Linked DNA regions of Mus musculus: region 1 is linked to region 2. The links are chromatin contacts, called in public HiChIP or PLAC-seq maps. All regions are on one chromosome and are shown on one strand. Each heading gives the region's core, a stretch centred on a gene start, on an enhancer-like site or on the middle of the called end of the contact. The rest is flanking DNA. Distances are from core to core; before and after follow the strand shown. Region 1 holds the start of Mkrn2os (makorin, ring finger protein 2, opposite strand). Region 2 has its middle 32 kb from the start of Timp4.

Evidence for each region. HiChIP or PLAC-seq counts read pairs in DNA pulled down with a chosen protein or histone mark.
Region 1: a contact with region 2 is called in a FOXA1 HiChIP or PLAC-seq map of pancreatic cancer cells. The contact joins the promoter of Mkrn2os here to the enhancer-like site in region 2. A contact is called at or near these places in 1 of 39 promoter capture datasets (hippocampal neurons), 2 of 115 datasets of contacts at active chromatin or transcription factors (bone marrow-derived macrophages and pancreatic cancer cells) and 1 of 9 other capture datasets (pancreatic islet).

What each region holds. Positions count from the first base shown.
Region 1 is chr6:115,591,044-115,594,532 of GRCm38.p6, forward strand. Mkrn2os (makorin, ring finger protein 2, opposite strand) reads right to left here and starts at 1,533. Exons shown (of 4, transcript NM_001101431.1): 1 at 1,231-1,533. The coding sequence starts at 1,448.
Region 2 is chr6:115,282,933-115,286,294 of GRCm38.p6, forward strand. No RefSeq gene overlaps it. Among named protein-coding and RNA genes, the nearest start is that of Timp4, 32 kb to the left of the region's middle. Within about 2 kb of position 1,404, at least 60 of the 459 cell types and tissues checked have an H3K27ac peak or open chromatin away from gene starts, as enhancers often do. A contact at or near this core is called in bone marrow-derived macrophages and pancreatic cancer cells, where this site is marked.

The DNA.
Region 1 (3,489 bases), core at 283-2,782, 310 kb after region 2:
AATGAAAAGCTCCAGAAAAGATGAATATTTGAGTAATATCAAATATATGTTTTATTGAAAGATAATTGTATAGATCTAAAATTGATAACTCACTTATATGCATATTTTCCTCATTCTTAATATTGTACATTTTTTAAATTTATGAGTACAGGTGTTTTTGCCTCTCTCTCTCTGTGTGTGTGTGTGTGTGTGTGTGTGTGTGTGTGTGTATGCGCACCATGTATGTGTACTACCCCCAGAGCCCAGAGGAGACAGTTGGCTTCCCTAGAACTGGAGTGACGGATAATCAAGAGACACCGTGTAGGTTCTGGGAACCGAACCTCCGTCTTCTGGGATTGCAAATAGCAGAGCTCTCCCTCCAGCCCTAACACTTGCCTCTTTTTGTTGAGTTTTCACATTTAACATTAAGTTAAGTTTGCACTTTCAGGGAAAAAAAAAGCGAATGACTTTTTATTGGAATTGTATTAACTTGTATGTTTTAAGACTGGAAGAGGCTCTCTGCTGGCTCATGTCTGTGATCTTAGCATTCAAGAGGCTGAGGCAGGAGATTCACATGGTCATGACCGCTCTGGTCAGCATAGCCAGTTCCAAGCCAGTCTGTGTTATTTATACAGCGAGAGCCTGTTTCAAGGGAAAAGAGAAAGGCAGCAGGCTTAGGAGTGCAGTTTAGCTCTGAGCACGTATCCAGCCCGTATGAGACTTTGAATTCTACCTCTAGCACTGTAAAAGGAAGAGGAAATGAAAAGAAGAAAAGGGGGAGAACCCTCAGACTTCCTTGCTAATTAAATTCACCCCCATCAAGAACCATCTCTTGCGGATTGTACTTTGCTCTGCACATTGTACCTGCTTGTCACATAAGCTATGAGCCGTCGCTTACATCTCACGCCGATAACATTCACTGCCTGGCTATTCCCACCCTGCCGCTCAGCAGCACATCCTTTCCTCCTAAAATCACTCAGCAGGTGTCTTCATGCAACTCGAAGCCTTCCACATACTACTCAAATGTGTGCACAAAACCCAGGGCCTTACCCTAGGCAGGCAAGTCCCACACCCTGGCCGCATACCAACCACTCTGATGGACAAACAGGCCTGCGGATGAAGACATAAAGACTACAGTCTACCCAAAGCAAGCCCACACACACTGCACTGCACACATCCTTCAGAGAAGGTTTGATGACTGGCACACAGCAGAAACGCATGCACCGGGTGTCATAACCCAAACCACTGTACCTAAGGAACGTCCCTCGCGTCGGTTTGAGGAGGAAGGCGCACTTCTCTTGATGACCGTTGGAGAATGGATCTGAGATGCTGATAGGTGCGTCCTCTATCCTGGTGGAGCCCACGTCCCCCTGGCAGAGAGGGCAGCATTGGGGTACACTGAAGGTGTAGATGGACCTCTCGCAGTGCCTGAATTTAATTAGAGGCTTCCCAGCTCCTTCGAAGTGCATCCCGAATGATTGCCAAGCCACCAAGACAGGTTTCAGGAGACTTCCTTTTCCTCATTATACAGCTGGCTAACTCACACCACCTGAGTAACCTAATCTACAGTGACATCATCCTGGGTGGAGGCTTTAGACACCAAGCTAGGTAGATTAACCAGTAACCAGGCTGCCCCTGCTGGACTCTTAAAGAGCTAGTTCTTATTTGAGCTGGCTTACCAAATTTCTTTTTAGATGCTGCCGTTTGCAGCTGGTGACAGCCACTCCTACTTATCCTCTAAAGCCCTGCTTTCCCATGCAGCCCGTCTCCCCTTCCTTCAGCCTCTCCTTATGATACTAAGAGTAATTCGTTGTGACTGCCTTCCTGCTGGAACAGATACGTTTTAGAGTCTGATTTCAGACTGGGGTGGGCTCAGAGTTCATCAGAGGGTCATGAGATTAAACAGGAGGGGTCTGGCCCCTCTCTCCCCTAGCCAGCAGAGCAGCGGGCACTGGTTCATATAACTCTGAAAGTTGGAAAGTTACAAACAGCCTGCTGCATGACACAGTCCTTCTTCATAAGCGGGGCAGTCTCAAGCCTCCAGTTATTCACGAGGTAAGACTGTGTCCTGTGCCACTTGGATGGGGAATTTGGAGGAGGCAAGTCCCAGCTTATAGGTAAAAGGGGCAGGGATTTCTGGTGATGAAGAGACTTTAAAAAGCCCTGTCTTGCCAGGCATGATGGTGCACACCTTTAATCCCAGCATTTGGGAGGAAGAGGCAGGCAGAGTTTGAGGTCAGCCTGGTCTACAAAGTGAGTTCCAGGACAGCCAGGGCTACACAGAAAAACCCTGTCTCAAACAAACAACAAAAGAAAAAGAAAAAAAAAACACAACCAGCAGGAAGCTGTTTTCCCCTTTTCTCTGTCCTGGTGTCCCTTCTGCAGAACGGTTCTTCGGTAAAGACCGCTTTGTTTCCATGACTCTTTTGAATCATTTATCTTATTTCCCACACTGCCTCCCTTCCTCTTTTTTTTTTTTTTTGTTGCTGCTTTTTGTTTTGTTTTTGTTTTTTTGTTTGTTTTGTTTTGTGGTTTGGTTTTTTTTTTTTCTTTTTTTTTTTTTTTTCGAGACAGGGTTTCTCTGTATAGCTCTGTATAGCCTGTGGAATTCACTTTGTAGACCAGGCTGGCCTCAAACTCAGAGATCCGCCTGCCTCTGCCTCCCTAGTGCTGCGATTAAAGTCGTGCACCACCATGCCCAGCTCCTTCCTCTTTTTTCTCAGATAAACAAACATAATTGTTTCCCTAAAGGAATATCCCCCCAACCTCCTGCAGGCATATCCATCTTAGGTTGTAACTAGAAACAAAAGTCAAACCAGTGTACATTGGATAAGAATAAATAAATAATAACCCACCACATCGGAAGTAGGCTCTTTGAGTCCAGCAGTACCAGGCAGCCTCAAGTCTCTAGACCAGGGGTTCTCAAACCTTCCTAATGCTGTGACCCTTTAATACAGTTTCTCATGTTGTGGGGACCCCAAGCATAAAATTATTTCCATTGCTACTTCTTAGCTGTAATTTTGCTACTGTTATGAATCATAATGTACATATCTGATATGCAGATGGTCTTAGGCCTCTGTGAAAGAACAAGTTGAGAATGGCTGCTTGCTCTCATCAGTTTCAAGTACCTGAAATAGTTCAAAGGGGTTTTGTTCTTGTTTTTCCTTTCTTCTCTCTCTCTCTCTCTCCCTCTCCCTCTCTCTCTCTCTCTCTCTCTCTCTCTCTCTCTTTTAGCATTTAGAGTAACCAGGAATGGGCTGGTGAGATGGCTCAGCAGTTAAGAGCACTAATTGCTCTTCCGAAGGTCCTGAGTTCGAATCCCAGCAACCACATGGTGGCTCACAACCATCCGTAATAAGATCTGATACCCTCTTCTGGTGTGTCTGAAGACAGCTACAGTGTACTTGCATATAATAATAAATAAATCTTTGGGTCAGAGCGAGCAGAAGTCCTGAGTTCAATTCCCAGCAATCACATGATGGCTCACAACCATCTGTACAGCTACAGTGT
Region 2 (3,362 bases), core at 154-2,653:
TTGGAACCCAGGGTCTCAGAGTCTCACTCATGCGAGGCAAACACTATACCTCTGCCTGCCCAGGCCTGCATATGCATTCTGTTTTTATACCTACTTGTGTGTCTTTATAAGGAAAGTGAAGATTCGAAGAATGACAACTTGAAGATGTGACACTACAAAGGGGTCTGGTGTAAAGCTAGTGAACTGTGGGAAAGGAATTAGGATGCACATGGGAAAATGGTGAAGGAGACGGTCACACATCTTAAGATTTTGTTTGTATAAACGCATTTCCATGTTAATCTCTAGTCTCTGGTTGTAAAAATGTTCTTATTGTATAGGTTGGTGAGGGAACATCTTCTTCATGAGAGTTTTAGGTCCTGTTTCAGGCACAAAGGGAGAGCAGAGAACTCCCCCTGTACCTCTCAGTGCCCACTGCCTTTGGCTCAAAATAATCAGCGTGCCCAGCGTGGCATATTTTGAGGTAGCCTGTTCTGAAGCTCTTTACTGACAAGAGTCTTCCACTTATCCATGCTTCTCTCCCTCTGGTTCCAAATACACCGCAACACAACGTGCTTCTTTAGTGACATGGATTGAGCGTTTACCCTATGTGTAGACGTCGTGATGGAGTCAAAGACATGTTTACTAACATATCCAGAGCTTACTAAGCATAATTCTAAGCACTTAAAGCAACTTATTGATCTCCTATGGGATAAGTACTATTATAATTTTACACATGAAGAAATTGAAGAAAACCCCAATTACTTGTTTAAGGTTATCCAGTTGGTCAAGTTGTACAAGTAAGATTTAAACCCAAATAATTGGGGGTCAGAATATGGTTCCTCAGGTAAAGTACCTGCTGCACAAGTATGAAGAACAAAGTTTGGATCCTCAGACTCACCGAGAAAACAGCCAGGTGGGTATGGGAGCCTGTCTGTAAACCTAGTGTGTGGGAGGCACAGACAGGGAGTCTCCGGAGCAAACTACTAGCTGAGACAGTGAGTTCTACATTCAGCCAGAGACCCAGTCTCAAACTAGAAGGTGGTGAGCAATCAAGGACATCTAGAGTCAACCTCAGACTTCCACGTGTGTTCACACACATGTGAATGCACACTACAGTGAGCAAGCCAAGCCACAGTACAGTAGAACACATGCCCCTCATCACTTTGCTGTATTTTATTTAATCTTGCATGGTCTATAAGAAATCATTTTCTCAAATTTTCATAGTGTGATCATATAATACAGTATACACAAACTTGGCTGGATGAGAGCTTGGGGGACAAATTACCAGTGTTGACCCCTTGGCTTAAAACTATGAGTAACATGCACTGTGGGTCTTATTCTGATCAAATATAATTCTGACTCCTAAAATGTTACTCATTCTTCCACATGTGATGTCAAACCCAAACCACAAGTAGCTTATTTAGAAAATGAGTCACCCGGGAGGGACTGTTGGGGTGACAGAAAGGGAAGGCGTTTACCATAGTCATGCAGTACCCTAGTCCAAGGAACACAGGGATTCTACCTAGACTCTAGTAATCTGGACCAGGGGTGGGGCCATTGAGAAGTAAACCTCTTGGTACTTAATTAAGATGGTTCCAGAGACTTGGAAAGTAGTACCTCACAATAGTCAAACACCCAGTGAGTAGTGTGAAAAAACTTGGGCCAAAAGCTTTTGGTCTGTAGGCCAACTCTGCCTGTCTTGCAGATCAGATCTACTCTAGCTTATGGGGCTTCCTCTGACAGTTCTCAGCCCAGATAAGTAAACAGAAAGATTCATCTGTCTTCACGGGGCTTCCCATCTCCTGGATCAAAGTGAATAAATTCTGTCCATTATGTACTTGTTGATAATTCTTTATTGTGTATTTACTAAGCTCAACAAATTTCATGGGAAGATCATAAAACTGAGCTAACGAAGGTTTCTGCACTCACAAAGTCCACAGCCAATAGGAGAGATGTGTACTGTCTTAAGGAATGCAGTCACCGTGTCAGCTTGGAAAACTCAGCTTGATAGTTATCAATGAGAATGTAGGAAAACTCTACACATACACATCGCTAGTGGGAGCCTGTATGGGCACTACCACTGTGGGGGATCATTTCCAACATCCAGTGCCTAGCTGAGCTTCGGGAATCTCATTTCTGGATACTTCTATAGAGACTTCATATCCACAAGGAAACAAGCAAAAGAATATTGGTTGCAACACGGGAGTGGGGGAACCCAACATGGAACCAATCAAACATGGAAACAAACTACTGTCTCTCATGGAGGAATTAAATTATATGTTCTCTCTCATTCATGAATAGGAATTCTCTGAGTTTAAATATGTTAGGGATTCAGATAAGGTCCGATAAGGTATGGAAAGAGGATGAATAAGATGAGTTAAGCAAGTGTAAGACAGACAGCAAGCTGTACGTGTCTCAGTGGAGCGTATGTCTAGCTCCGGGTCAGAAAAGCCTCCATCACAGGTAAGGGAGAGCTGGGATGAGTCCACAAGATCCGGAGGCCTGTAGGCAAGGGGGGGGGGGGGTTACAAAGAATTCATTTACAGTTTCATAGTTGAAAGCAACAATTAGTCTTATTGCCTGTTTACAGATGAGAAAACTGAGGCCCAGGTACCTTGGACATTTACCACAGTCATGAAGGGAGTTAGTGACATAGACAAATGAATGAGCCTTAATACTGTCTTTAGGGTCTTTAGGGTTAGGACTTGTCCTTCCTGAAACAAACAGAATGGGTTTCATTTCTAAGGAGAGGTGTATAGAGGCAGGTGATAGGCCAGGAGGAAGTGGGAAGATATTGTTAGCCAATGAAAAGAGCCTGAATCAAGTCTGAGTTTGCATCCAGGCTCTGCTAATTATTGACTGATTTGACCTTGCAAGCAATTAGTTTTTCTGTCTCAAAATGCCCTTTTCTGGGTGAGTTTAAGGATTAGATGAAGTAAATGTCCACTCCTAAAAATGGCTATTTCTGAGGTCATCACAATAAATCCCACCTCTGTCTCAAAGATCACCTAGTTGCCTTCCATGTGACTCCTCCCAAAATAGCCAAGTGCCTTTCTCCACCTCCCAGATCAGTGGTCCTCTAGGGCGATTTAAACCCAACTGAAATGACCTAAGGCTATAGCTGTAGAAGAATTAGAGTTAAGGGTGGACACCTGGAGAAACAGATGCAGCTGCCAGGCTTCCCACTGGCAATGATATATTGTGAGTGCAGATGTTCGAGCATGCACGTGAGCTGGTGAGCTTGCAAGTGAGCGTGTGTGCACTAGTGACACACACACATACACACACACACACACACACACACACATATAGAGTAACCTTTGCTGGTATAGAATGAAAAATCTCATTATACTCTTGTGAACTTTTAAATTTTAATGTAACTT